Linked DNA regions of Arachis hypogaea: region 2 is linked to region 1. A link is a contact called in public Hi-C data. All regions are on one chromosome and are shown on one strand. Each heading gives the region's core, a stretch centred on a gene start, on an enhancer-like site or on the middle of the called end of the contact. The rest is flanking DNA. Distances are from core to core; before and after follow the strand shown. Region 1 holds the start of LOC112708329. Region 2 overlaps LOC112706047 (two-component response regulator ARR17).

Region 1 (6,594 bases), core at 1,918-4,417:
GAGAGTAGGCTGAGAATCTTCGAAGGATTAATTGAACCGACGAACCCAAAACGACGGCGTATGGATGATTAGCAAAGTAAGTACGCGCCTTAACACGTTGGCGGCCCCAAATATTAAGACAACTAAACAGTAAACACATCTGGTAGTTAAAACCATTTTAAGACCACTTATATTGGATTCCCCTCTTTTATTCTCTCTCAAAAACAGAATGTACATTTCCTTTTTTGGGCCAATAAAACGAATACACGCAGATTGCGACCACATACATCATTATCCTTTAAAAACAATTATGCCGAAACTATTGCTTAACGACAAACACTTAAATAAAATTTTGATCAACGAGAAATCGGTGATTTTGCAATAGACTCATCTTTCACTAATGCTCTCTAGTTCTCCTCTTCTACTTATATTATTTTGTGTTCTTTTAATGGTGATTAAAGAAATTTGTCCAATCCGAACCGACTCTAACTTATTTGGATCGGGTTGAGTAAAAGATTTTAATAACCCAAACCGTATCGAATCTTATTGTTTTTGGTTGGTTTGGTTCTTGATTTGCTGAAAAACTTGAACAAAAACGGTACGTTCACATGAAAACTTCAAAATTATGGATTCACTATCTCACATTCTCACCCATTGAAGTGCCTGAGAAATTGGTCGCTCTACTCGACAAAAATACCAGATTTTTGTCCAAAGCGATTTGGGTGTTTCCTAACTTTTTTTTATACTATTTTATCTCATATATTTTTAAAATAAATCCAATATGTGTTTTGAAAAAAGAGTGAGAAGATGGGCTCAAGGACATGTGGAATATAATTGAACTTTAGTATGTTTTTGGTCATGGAACTTACATTTTTATCAACCAATAAAATGAAATCTAATATTCATCCAAGAACAATGCCTACTTTTATCATCCAACTTTTAACACATTAGGCTTGATGGAGGCCCAAATATGCATTTCTGCCCCCAGAGACTTGGATCTCAGTAACATCAACATGTGGCCCAATTATCCTTTTCAAACAGAAAATTATATGTTTTCGGCAAAGGTATTTGCCTTTTTGACAGCTACACCAGGATTGATTCCCAGCAATAAATAACCCACTTATGAAAAATCTTTTTCTTCCTATGATAAAAAGAAAAAAAAAGAGAAAATTATTTTTCTTCCGAAGCTTGCAAAAGAATAAAAATTAAAGCTCTTACATTTTAAACCGGAATAATATCTATATGGAAAATAAAAAGAGGATCGGATCCTCAGCTTATTGCTTTCTGACCTTGCTGTGTCACCACATAAATAAACCGAAAAGAAACAGGGAAAAAATGTATTCTACCTAGCAATATTTGATTCTTTGCCTTAAATTAATTCAAGTGCTATATATATGTGGATATCTCGGATTCTCATCATTGCAAAACAATCATCAAAGTTCGTGCTTTTTTTTTTCTACAATATCCTGATAAATTAAGGACTAATCTATTGTGGATTAGAACTCTATTTAATAATTTGTCATTGATTAATGAGTTACTGCATGCATAAGGCGTAATTTCAATTCCCAACACTTGATTAAGCGAATTAGTAAGCTAATCTGTACTATCAAAATCGAACTGACCCGCTCGATAGAACCGAAAACCCGGTAAATCGGCAACAAAACCGGTTAGGGTGAGCTAGCTAACTGGATAAAAAAAAAGAATTGGCGACACCCGATTTGAACCAGTCAGATTTAACGAAAACCAAAGAACCGGTGGATTTGAAAAAAATCCAAACTAGTTCGAACTCTTTTTTTTTCTTCAAATGAAACGGAGTCGTTTCAATTATTAAAAAAAAAATTGAAAGCTTGAAAAAAATCCAAGCTCGAAACGACCCAAACCCATTCCCTTTTCTTTTTCCCAAACTCTAAACGGCTGAGACCTGAAATTGAGAGAGACCCGTTCAGCCCTTCTCATTCTCACCGTGCTCTCAGTCTCGCTCTCGCATCACCCGACCACAGCCAGCACCATCTCCACCGAACGGTGCGACGTCGTCAGCTATTGCTACTCAGAGTCATTGTCTCGGTGGCCCCTGAGCATCTTGGGTCATCACCTCCTGTCCTGTGTCGTTGTGTGTCCGTCCTTGTCCTCCTTTTGCCGGTCCGGTCGTCCAGTCGTCCCTGTCGTCGTCATCAGCGCTGTACTTCTTCTTTGGTCTCCCTCTTCTCTGTTGGCGGTGCATCAGCCATAAGGTGTGTATTTTTTTTATTTTTAAAGTATTTAGTATTTCAAATTTTCAATAATTTAGTACTTTAGTTAAAATTAATTGATTAATGGTGTTGATTATCTATGTTGATTATATTTGGTTGATTATAAGTGTATAACTTGTTGATTTCTGTTTGATTTCTGTTAGATTGTTCAATTTTTTGTTTTATGTTGTTGGTGTAATATATTGTTGATTATAGTGTAATATATTCTTGCTATATTTAATATGTTGTTGTTATATTTGGTTGATGTTGTATATTATTCTTAATAAATTGTTGTTGTGTATTATTCTTGTAGATTAAAAATTTAGGATGGTTTCATCAAATATACCATCAGAAACACCAACTTTCCATGAACAAGAATCAACTCCTAATGGAATAATTGGAACCCAAAAAAATAGCAATAGATAAAAAATTGATCCTGCATCGGCCATTGTAAGCAAGTTGTGAATAAAAAAAAACTGTTATGTTATGTATTTATTGCGAGAAGCTTATTAGGGGTGGAGGAATTAACCGGGTTAAGTATCATTTGGATGGAAAAGGTGGAGATATTGAGGCATGTCGAAAGGTGCCAGCTGCAGTGAGGCACCAAATCAATCAAAAGATTGAAGATCTTCGAACCAAGAAAAAGAAAACTCAAGAAGAATATGTAGAAAGTTATAATTCTTGTGATGAAGTTGAAAGAGAAGTTGATGAGATTAAACGTAATGAGATGTGACAACAACAAAAATCAAGGCTTCCAGCACCTAGCTCTAGAAAAGAAAACAACTCAAGAGATTACAATCTTTTTTTTTTCTATCGGCAGTAACACCTGGAGCTCAACAAACTACCAAAAGTGTTCTCCAAAGCAAAAAAATTGTGGAGAAGTGTGATATTGCTATTGCGAGATGGATGATGGATGCCTCTGTGCTATTTAATGCGGTTAATTCAGCTTATTATTAGACAATGATTGATACTATTGCAAACATAGGTGCAGGGTATAAAGGGCCAAATTATGGAAGAATTTGTGGATATTTGTTGAGTAAATTGGTTGAAGATGTAAAGAAAATGATTGAAGATTATCGTGAAATTTGGAAACAAATTGGATGTATTATCATGGTCGATGGATGGATTGATCGTTGTAGGCATACTTTAATTAATTTCTTGGTTTATTGTCCTAAAAGAATCGCTTTTCTAAAGTCAGTTGATGCTTCTCATGTCTTGAAAATTGCTGATATTTTGTTTAAGTTGCTTAAGGATGTTGTATTATTTGTTGGTCCTGAAAATGTTGTACATGAAGTGACGGATAATGCTGCAAATTACGTTGCTATTGGAAGGTTGTTGGAATCAGAGTTTCCTAGATTGTCTTGGTCTCCTTATGCAGTACACTTTGTTAATTTGATGTTTCAGGTTATTGAAAAGTTAGAGGAAGTGAGTAAAACTATGTCACAAGCTTCGAAGATTACGAAGTATATCTATAATCATTGCCATCCTTTGTACTTGATGAGAAAGTTCACAGGCGGACGAGAAATACTTCGTCCATCTCCAACTCGATTTGCCACTAATTTCATTACTTTGCAAAGTATTTTAGCTCAAAAAGATGCATTGAAAGCTATGGTGACATCTAGAGAATGGACAAACTCAGCTTACACTAGAGAAGTCAAAACTAAAAAGTTTATGAAACAAGTCTTAGATTCTAAATTTTAGAATCAATGTACTGATATTGTTAAGCTTACTCAGCAACTTGTTCGTGTATTGCTATTGTGGATAGTGAAAATAGAGTTGCAATAGATTTTCTTTATCAAGCTATTTATAAGGTTAGGGAAGAGATGGTGAAGAGGTTTCAAAAAAGAAAGACGGTTGTTGATCCTTATTTAAAGATTTTAGCTACACGCTGGGATTCAGAACTTTGAAAAAATCTTCATACTGCTGGTTATTGGTTAAATCCAGCTTTTCGATTTAATGCTGGAGAATTTAAAAAACACATGTAAACAACTTCTAACCTACTAGATGTCATTGAGAGATATACTTATGGTGATGCAAATTTGAATTATAAATTGATAAGTGAGATGAGAATATTTAAGAATGTTGAACAAGACTTTGGAAGACAATCTGCAATACGTGAGCGAAACACAGTGATGTCTGGTAAATTTTTTATTAAAATTAGTCTTTTATGATTGTGGTATGTTTATGATTTGATTTTTATGATTATTATTTCCTTTTTATGTTAAGATCAATAGTAAAAATCTTATAAATGTGGAGCATCAAACTTACAAAAATTAGCTATTCGTGTTTTGAGTAAAAGTTGTAGTTTTTCAGGTTGTGAGCGTAACTGAAGCATTTTTTAACACATTCACTCAAAGAAAAAGAATCGGTTAGATCATAAAAAATTTAATGATCTTGTTTTTGTTTATTATAACTTACAACAAAGGTACTTTTTTATTACTCTTTCTTGAAGGCATTATTTTAAATTTATAGTCACAATAAGAATAATCAAGTTAATTGACAATATAGGAATCGAATGAGAAAACAATATTATGATCCAATTTGTCTTGATGCATTTGAGGATCATTTAAAATGAATAATGGAAGATTCACCACCATTTTTAACTCCTGAAGAAGTTCATGCTTTAAAGAATGATCTTGCAAATATGTCTCTTCAATCAATTTTAGATAATTTGGGTATGTTTTTGTTAGGGAAGATTTTGTAATACTTTAACCAAATGTTTTGCCTTATTATTAATTATGATTTGTGAAACATTATTGAAATGATAGATCAATTGAATCTGGAAGATGATCGAGATGATGATAAAGCTAATAATAATTCTGTGAAAAATACAAATCAGAATGCAGCTCCAGATTTATCAGATGAAGAAAGATATCCAGACTTTGAAATTACTCTTTGGATATAATCCAAAGATTGTTATTTTTATTGTGTTAAATTGAGATACTAATGTAATAGTACTAATAAATTTTATATTTATTTTCGTATTACTTATTTTTAGAATTTGAAACTTAATGTTTATTAAAATGTTACTGAATATATGTATTTTAAAATTTAATTTTTAAATTTTTTGCTATTTTATGTTTTACTTATGTGGGACTGAATTAACCAGTTGAACTAGTAACCAGTAACCCAATAATCTGACTGGTTCGTGTTTAGTTGTTATTTTATGTATATAAGAAAAAACTATAAAATTTTAGATTAATTATCTCATTCTTTACAAATGAAATATCAACCACTGCGTTTATTTCAATTTATGAAGTACGAACAATAATACGAATATAGAATATGATACGACATGAAACACGTGGATATAGAAATTTTAATTTTTTATAAGATATAGGGACATAGCATATATAAAAAATATATAGCTTTTTTAAAACGAATTATATAATATTTTAATATTTTATTAATGTTAAAATATAAATTAATATTTTAACTATTTTTAATACATTTTTAATTATATAAAGTACTTAATGTAAATTTTTGTGTTAATAAATATAATATATACTATTTTTACACTTATTTAAAGAATATAAATTAAAAATAATTTGACACATAATAATATTTAAGTATAAAATATATTTAAAATATTATTTTTTTATTAAAATATAATTCGTAACAAAAAATATATATTCCAAATGACTATTATATTTAAAATATATTTGACACATAACATAACAATTATCAAAGTGTTTGTAATTTATAGATTTCAATTTTCAACCCTAGATAGTTGGCCGTCCATAATGTTTATATTTTTTTGTTTTTGTAATGAATAAATAAAAAGGAGTGACATTTGTTTCTCTAGAAAAGGTTGGAGTGAAAAGGGGGGAAGGAAAGTTGAATATATTTTTCGTGGAAGTTGAGAAATGAATCTAATGAAATTAAAATTGGAAACGAAGGATCTGAATCACCGACTACCTAGTGCAATGTAATGTAGTGTGGTATGAAACGAAACTATCTCAATGGGAATCATAAAAAGTAATCGGACCTTTGCTCCTCTTAGCTACCCTTAAGTGCTTTATTTGTTTTTATCGATTAAATTCGATTTGCATATTTATTATATTTATTTGAATTAAATTTAAAAATTATAAATATAGATTTGATCTGTAAAATTATTGGATCTAATAAAATTGGATTATACATTTTATGTAAGTATTCGTATATTTATAAAAGTAAAGAAATAAATAAATAAATATTTATTTTATATTTTATTTCAACTAATAATTATTATATATATTGTATTATTTTAATTTATTATTTAAAAAATATATATTTAATATCATTTTAAGAGTAAATATATTTAAAAAATAAAAAAAATGAATTTTATTGATATTTTTAATAAAAATAAACTTTTAAAAATATTTTTATATTTTACGGATATATCTGA
Region 2 (6,693 bases), core at 2,188-4,687, 110 kb after region 1:
TACCTTCCAGAATCACCATGTAAGTTTTTTTTTTCCTTTTCTTTCATTTTATATGTATAATGTTTATTTTTTAAGTTTCCTTTTCTTTCCCTTTAAAAATATAAAAATTAATAAAAATTTTAAATATTTAAAATTTTTTATAAAAAATAAGTTCCACAAAAATTTGGCAGCAAGTGATAGATAACAAAAAATTGGCCTTCTAACTTTTGCCAACTTTTAATTTTTTCTTCTCAGAGTAGTATTTAAAACTAATTATAATAGCCATTTAATTGAAATTTTTATATTGTTGATATTATTATGTAGGTGCTTGGAAGGAGGGGCAGAAGAGTTTCTATTGAAACCTCTTCAGTCAGAAGATTTAAAGAAGCTTCAACCCTATTTTCTGAAACCACTTGATAATAATTCAAGTGAAGAAGGAGAATCTGCTAATAGTTCTATAGATTCAGACAATGAAAATAATCTCATCAGCAACAATAATAATATTAACAATAATAATAATAATAATAATAATAATAGTATTAGCAAAAGGAAGGCTATGTCTCCTGATGAGCCTCCAGAAAGATCAAGACCCAAAATGAAAGGGTTGGAAGTGGTGTAAACAAAATGAAAAGAAAAAACAAAATAGAGTGGTTTGATTATTTATGCATGCTCTATAGTTTATCCTTATGACTATGATCTTAATTAATTATCGTTTTTTTCCCTTAACTCATGAGCTTAATTAATGAAATCCCATCCAGGCCAGTATTGCAATTACAGCCATTCAAATGCATGTATAATTATTTATCTTTTAAGTTATTATTAGATGTTGGATGATGACGACATCGTCAATTTATTAATTAGATCAATTGTATCTAAATATGTTACCTATATTAAATATTTAAAGTGTTAGTATTAGAAAACGAAAATGATAGTATTAATGAGAAATGATTTTGACAAATAAAAGGAAACACTTTTAAAATTTTAATTTGGCAAGCTTCAATTTAACTATATTTTATCTTCCACGTTTTCAAATTATTCACGTGAAGTCATATAAAGATATTTTTATATAAACGTAATAATTAAGTATCGATAAATAATTTAATATAAAATATATTCAATATTTTAGTTATTATCATCGCATACAAATCTTAAACATTTTTATGTGGGTAACTATCATATTAATAGTATAAATCTGGAGCAGGTACAGCAAAAAATCAAAAATAATTTTATTACGTATGTAAATGATAAATATTAAAATTATAAAGGAATAAAAAAAAATAGATGAAGAAATTTTATTAAGGTGGAAGAATAGTTTAATAATAAATAAACTGTCATCACGGGTTAATAGTGTTTGTCTTTGAAAACACGCAAAAATGATGCACGCGACAAACCAAGAACTGACTAATTTGCCGCAAGAAGTAAAATCAAAGTTTTAATTTTGAGAGACAAATCCCTTCTTATATGGTGTCGGATCTCAATTCTAAGTTGGAGGAGTAAGGTGCTATGTATGTTATGTTTTGTTGTCACTGGCAACTACATACCTTATGCTTCTGTTTGTGGTTTTCTTTTACGTGAAGCTTTTAAGCTGCAAACATAACTTTTAGTTAACATTTTAATATTAAATTATTATTATTATTATTATTATTATTATTATTATTATTATTATTATTATGATTATTATTATTATTATTATTATTATTATTATGTTAGAAATTGCAGCCTAGGCGATTCCAAACATGGTTCTAAAATTATTGGCTATTTTTGTTCAGTTTATTATATTTTTATACAATAAAATTATTAGAAATTCGGCTTCATACTAATATAACAATTGACACTTCATATATAGTCAACTTCATAATTTTACATTGGGCGTGTTCTCTAATAAGTAATGACCAACTTTCAGATATAAACGAGTTCAATGATCTTTTCAAAAAATTGATTTGAGACTAAACAATATCTCATTTATCCACTAAAGTGTCGTGTATTGAATATTTAAATTAGTGTTTTTTTTTTTTTTAAGATGAGTTGATTAAAAGAACTGATTGTACTAAGAATATTAATATCTACAGCTACAAGGAATATAAAGGAGAATTAGTAAACAATTTTTATAATATAATTTATAAAAGATATTTGTTGGTACCAAAAGTTTAACCAATAATATTTTAATTTTAGTGTAATATACTACCATCTTGACTAATATCAAAATTGTTATTATTATTATTTATTATATATCTCTAATTTTAGAGTAAAAATGTGACACATGTCACTTTTTTATTATAATTAAAATTAAATTTTGTTTTTCAAAATTAAGAAATTTTTTTCTCCTCTTTACTAATTTTTACAACCAAAATGTGTCACATGTCTTCTCTCATTGTAATTGAAATGAAATCTTTCCTTCTAAAATTAAAGAATTCTTCCTTTTTCCTTACTAATTTTACAACCAAAATACTAATTTGACAATCAAAATATACAACATGACATTCTTTAATTGCATTAAAATTAAAATTAAAATATTAAAATTGAAATTGAAATTGAAATTGAAATATACCTATATTATGTATCGTGTATTACTATCTAATTTAATAATCAAATGTGTCACATGATACTCTTATTAAAATTGAGAGAAAATATTTTTTTAAAAGAATTAATAAATTCTCTTCCTAAATTCTCTCATCTACCTCTTTCCATTTTTCTATTTTTCTCTACTATTTTTACTCTATATAATTTTAAAAAAATTAATTTTGAGTTAATTTTATAACTATCAGTATAATTTTTTTATGCTAATATCTAATTATATTTTTATATACATAGAGAAAAAAATATTATTTTTAGATAGCAAGTATAAAAATTAATTATTTCTATTTGTGCAACAGACTTAACACCTAATTAAATATAAAATTATACACGTTAAATTGTTTTAAATTTTAGATAACAAATGTTAAAATTAATTATTAATAAAAAATTAGAATTTTTCATATAAAAATATTAACTAAAAATTTTATTATTTAATTTTTTATCTACATATACCTTGATCTTTTTAATCAGAGATTTTTATCAACCTACAATTTTTATTGTAAAAGTATTTTGATTTTATAAATCTTTTATGACATGCATAATCTATAACTATCAGAACAAAGTAGACTGTAATTCTAAAAAATTTATATTTCTATAATAATATTACGGGTAAAAATATTAGTTATTCATAATTTTATTAGAAAAATAGATTAATAAGAACATTAATACCTATTAATACCCTAGAACATTATAAAATGTTAGTTCTGTAATCATGTGAGAAATGAATAATTGAATAACTTCTTGATAAAATATAGAGTTAAATCTCCTTTTCTTTTCCCTTTGAATCATCACACCCATTCTACAAAGTACAAACTCACTGACTAGTGACTAGCGTTCTTTATCTACATGCTGGCTATTGGCTAAAGCCTTGTGGTGCAAAGAATTAATTTTTTATTTGTATTTTTGAAGAAACACGGTTGGGCCTTATCTAGTCTAGACTTGGGTGTATTGGACCTGTGTTTGAAAAGGGGTTCTTAGGTTTCTGGGGTAGACCCGGTTTAAATATTAAAATAAACATGTTAGATCACCACAACGTGGGGAATGAAATGAGATATTGATTGATCATTTCACTGGAGTGTATATATATATATATATATATATCCGGGCCGTGTGAGCTGAGACGGTAACTGATTTGGGGCCAGGTAAACAGTTTAATTAAATTTAAAAAAAAAAGTAATTTAAATAATAAATATTTATATTACTTTTAAATATTTTTTATTTAGTTTTTTAATTTTAAAAATGTTTATTTAAAAAAAATTATGATAATTTTTTTTATTTTAAGAAAAGTAATTTTTTTAATTTTTTTATAAATATTTAAATAATTTTAAAAAAAATTATAATTTAATTTTAAAAATTACATTAAACATTACTATTACTATTTTTCATAAATTAAAAACTAAAAAAAGGTAACTTTTAAAACTTTTTAAATGGACCGAATGCAACTAACTTATTATTAAGAGTATCTCGTTGTTAAGTGTAGTTATTTACAATATCATTTCCTATATTTTAGTTATAGATTGTTATTATCTGTTATTTGGTTTTTTAGTCAATTCTTAATTTCTGACTCTTTTCTTAGCCTCTGTTCACAGGTGTGTATGATGGGATTCATTGGCTTTGAGAAGTCTAATGTATATTTTCTTGTTTCTTAAGCCATCATTCATTACCTGTTTTCTTGTTCTCTGCATTAATGCTTCTTGGAGTCAAACCCTAAAATGGTTTTTGAGATTGACATCGTATACTAAAATCGTTTTTGAAATTCTAATCACCAATTACGTTTTCTGAGATTAAAAAAAGTGTACCATATTAGTCCCTGATTCATTTTCTATTAACGACGTGATGGCATAGTTTGATGACGTAGACTGTAAGTGACACGTATCACTCCATAATTTGATCATGTGTAATGGTAGAATGATGTGGTGACCAGTGATACGTGGCATGCTGATGTGAATGGTTGTGTCACGTGTCACGTTATTTGGCCACATGTCCATTTGTACCACGTGTCGCAATAGTATTCGTCCACGTGTCGTCCATTATGTCATCATTGTAGATACATCAAATTAGTCCTTTACTTCGTATTAAGTAACTCATTTTAGTCCCTGAAATTGAATGTCGTGCACCAAACTAGTCCTTTTACCAATTTTTTTCTCATTTTTTAAAATTTAAAATTTTCAATATCTTGAATGCACTAATTTTATTTCTATTTTTTCATATATCGTTTAAATACAAGTGCTTTCATAAAAAGTTTTAAGATTTTAGTTTTAATTATATAATTTTTTAATAATTTAATATTGGTAAATTTTGTAATATATAAGTATATTATTATAAAAAAATAATTATATGATTGATTAGACACATTTTTTTCATCAAAAAACATGTTTTTTAACAAGAAATCAATAATTAAAATAAATATTTTTTTGTTCTTATGAAATGCACGTTTTTGTTATGTGTAAATAAGTTAGATTGAAGACACTTCAAGCACCCTCACTATCATCTCCGACCTCTGCAGTCTAGATGAAGGAGGTCGAAGATGGTAATGAAAGAAGTTTGAAATGCTTTCATGTCAACTCCAAAACGGCAGTTAGGGGTATCCGCAAGAGAAAAAATATTTTATAAAAGCCTAAAAGAGGCCGGAGATGGTAGTGAAGGTGCTTGAAATGCTTTCACGGCTTCACGTCAATTCCAAGTCGGTAATTAGGGTATTTACGAGAGAAAAAATATTTTATAAAAGCATTTTTATTTGATTAACATGTGAAAAAATAGAACTAAAATTAATGCATTCAAAAATATTGAGAATTTTTTGAATTTATAGAAAAAAATAAGAAAAAATTGGTGAAAAAATTAGTTTGGTGCACGACATTCAATTTCAGGTACTAAAATGAATCACTTAATGCAAAATAAGGGACTAATTTGATGCATCTACAATAATGACATAATGAACGACACGTAGACGAATACTGTTGCGACATGTGGCACAAACGGACACGTGACACAACTATCTATATCAGCATGCCACGTGTCACTGGTCACCACATCATCATATCATTACACGTAGCCAAATCATGGAGTGACACGTGTCACTTACAGTCCACATCATCAAGCCATGTCATCACGTCATTAATAAAAAATGAGTCAGAGACTAATATAGTGCACTTTTGTCAATCTCAAGAACATAATTAATGCAATTGAAATATCAGGGACAATTTTAGTACACAACACTAATTTCAGGACTATTTTAGTTGTGACAGTGAATTTGTTTTTTATGTTCGTAATTAATTCAGCATCTTTGAAAAGCTTTCACTTATTACTACAACAACTAACCAACCAATTATATCAGTAACTTAAGTTACAAGTAAAGAGCTAAGCTAGTGACTAACAATGATTCTTTGAGTAAGATTTACAAGGGCTCTCCTTGATTTTTTTACTTCCTCGTCATCACTGTCTGGTAAGGAATCAATTGCTGCTACTGCAAGGTTAGCATGAATTACAGCCAGGTCTTTTGTCCTTTGTATACCTCTGCTCTTTCCAAGGTACCCAAGAGCCTATATTTGCAAATATAAAAATATAATTAAACATGTTACCGGGAAAAAAAGAGAAATTAAAATACATAATTATGAACTTTCCAAAGATAACCCTTATATATTTGTTGTTAAAATGACAAGCCTGCATGTCAACACCGCATGATGTAAAAATATGATATTATGATCAAAGAAAGAATGAAATGAACTTCAAATCAACCACTATAAATTATAATTAATGCCATAGCAGAACTTGCTACAGGTTAATACATCCGAAACTTTTTGAGGGGCCAAGAATCTTAGTATATCACATGCATACTTGCTCTTACTAAGTTACGTTATATGATAGTTGGAGGCTTCCTGGTACTTATCAATAATCTATTTAGCCTAAAACTTTTCATCCATTTCCTTCCCAATTCTTAATTAACCATAAGATAAAATTGGCGCAAGTATTTTTCATGCTTCTAAGCCCAGAGAATTTTTCACACGTTATTTCAATGGGGATACTATCATAATTGAGCTTTGTCTTAAGACAGGGTAATTTATTACTTTCCAAAGGGAGAAAATATTGATGAAATCAGTCACATATTAACTTACAATATCAACATTGTCAGGGTTGTCAAAG

The links. Hi-C and Micro-C count contacts between places; a contact is called where the count stands out from the background.
Region 2: a Hi-C map of an unstated tissue shows a contact between it and region 1, with 2.8 times the contacts expected there. The contact joins the enhancer-like site here to the promoter of LOC112708329 in region 1. A contact is called at or near these places in 2 of 8 Hi-C or Micro-C datasets (leaf and an unstated tissue).

Annotation. Positions count from the first base shown.
Region 1 is chr8:10,396,913-10,403,506 of arahy.Tifrunner.gnm2.J5K5, forward strand. LOC112708329 reads left to right here and starts at 3,168. Exons shown (of 1, transcript XM_025760504.2): 1 at 3,168-3,908. The coding sequence starts at 3,168. The coding sequence ends at 3,908. It overlaps LOC112706043 (F-box protein 7), which reads right to left and starts at 398. Exons shown (of 11, transcript XM_025757132.3): 1 at 1-398.
Region 2 is chr8:10,511,149-10,517,841 of arahy.Tifrunner.gnm2.J5K5, forward strand. LOC112706047 (two-component response regulator ARR17) reads left to right here. Exons shown (of 5, transcript XM_025757136.3): 4 at 1-19; 5 at 304-705. The coding sequence ends at 598. LOC112706048 (solanesyl-diphosphate synthase 1, mitochondrial) reads right to left here. Exons shown (of 12, transcript XM_025757137.3): 11 at 6,666-6,693; 12 at 5,704-6,092. The coding sequence ends at 5,916. Among protein-coding and RNA genes, the nearest start is that of LOC112706047, 5.8 kb to the left of the region's middle. Within about 2 kb of position 3,438, at least 3 of the 3 cell types and tissues checked have open chromatin away from gene starts, as enhancers often do.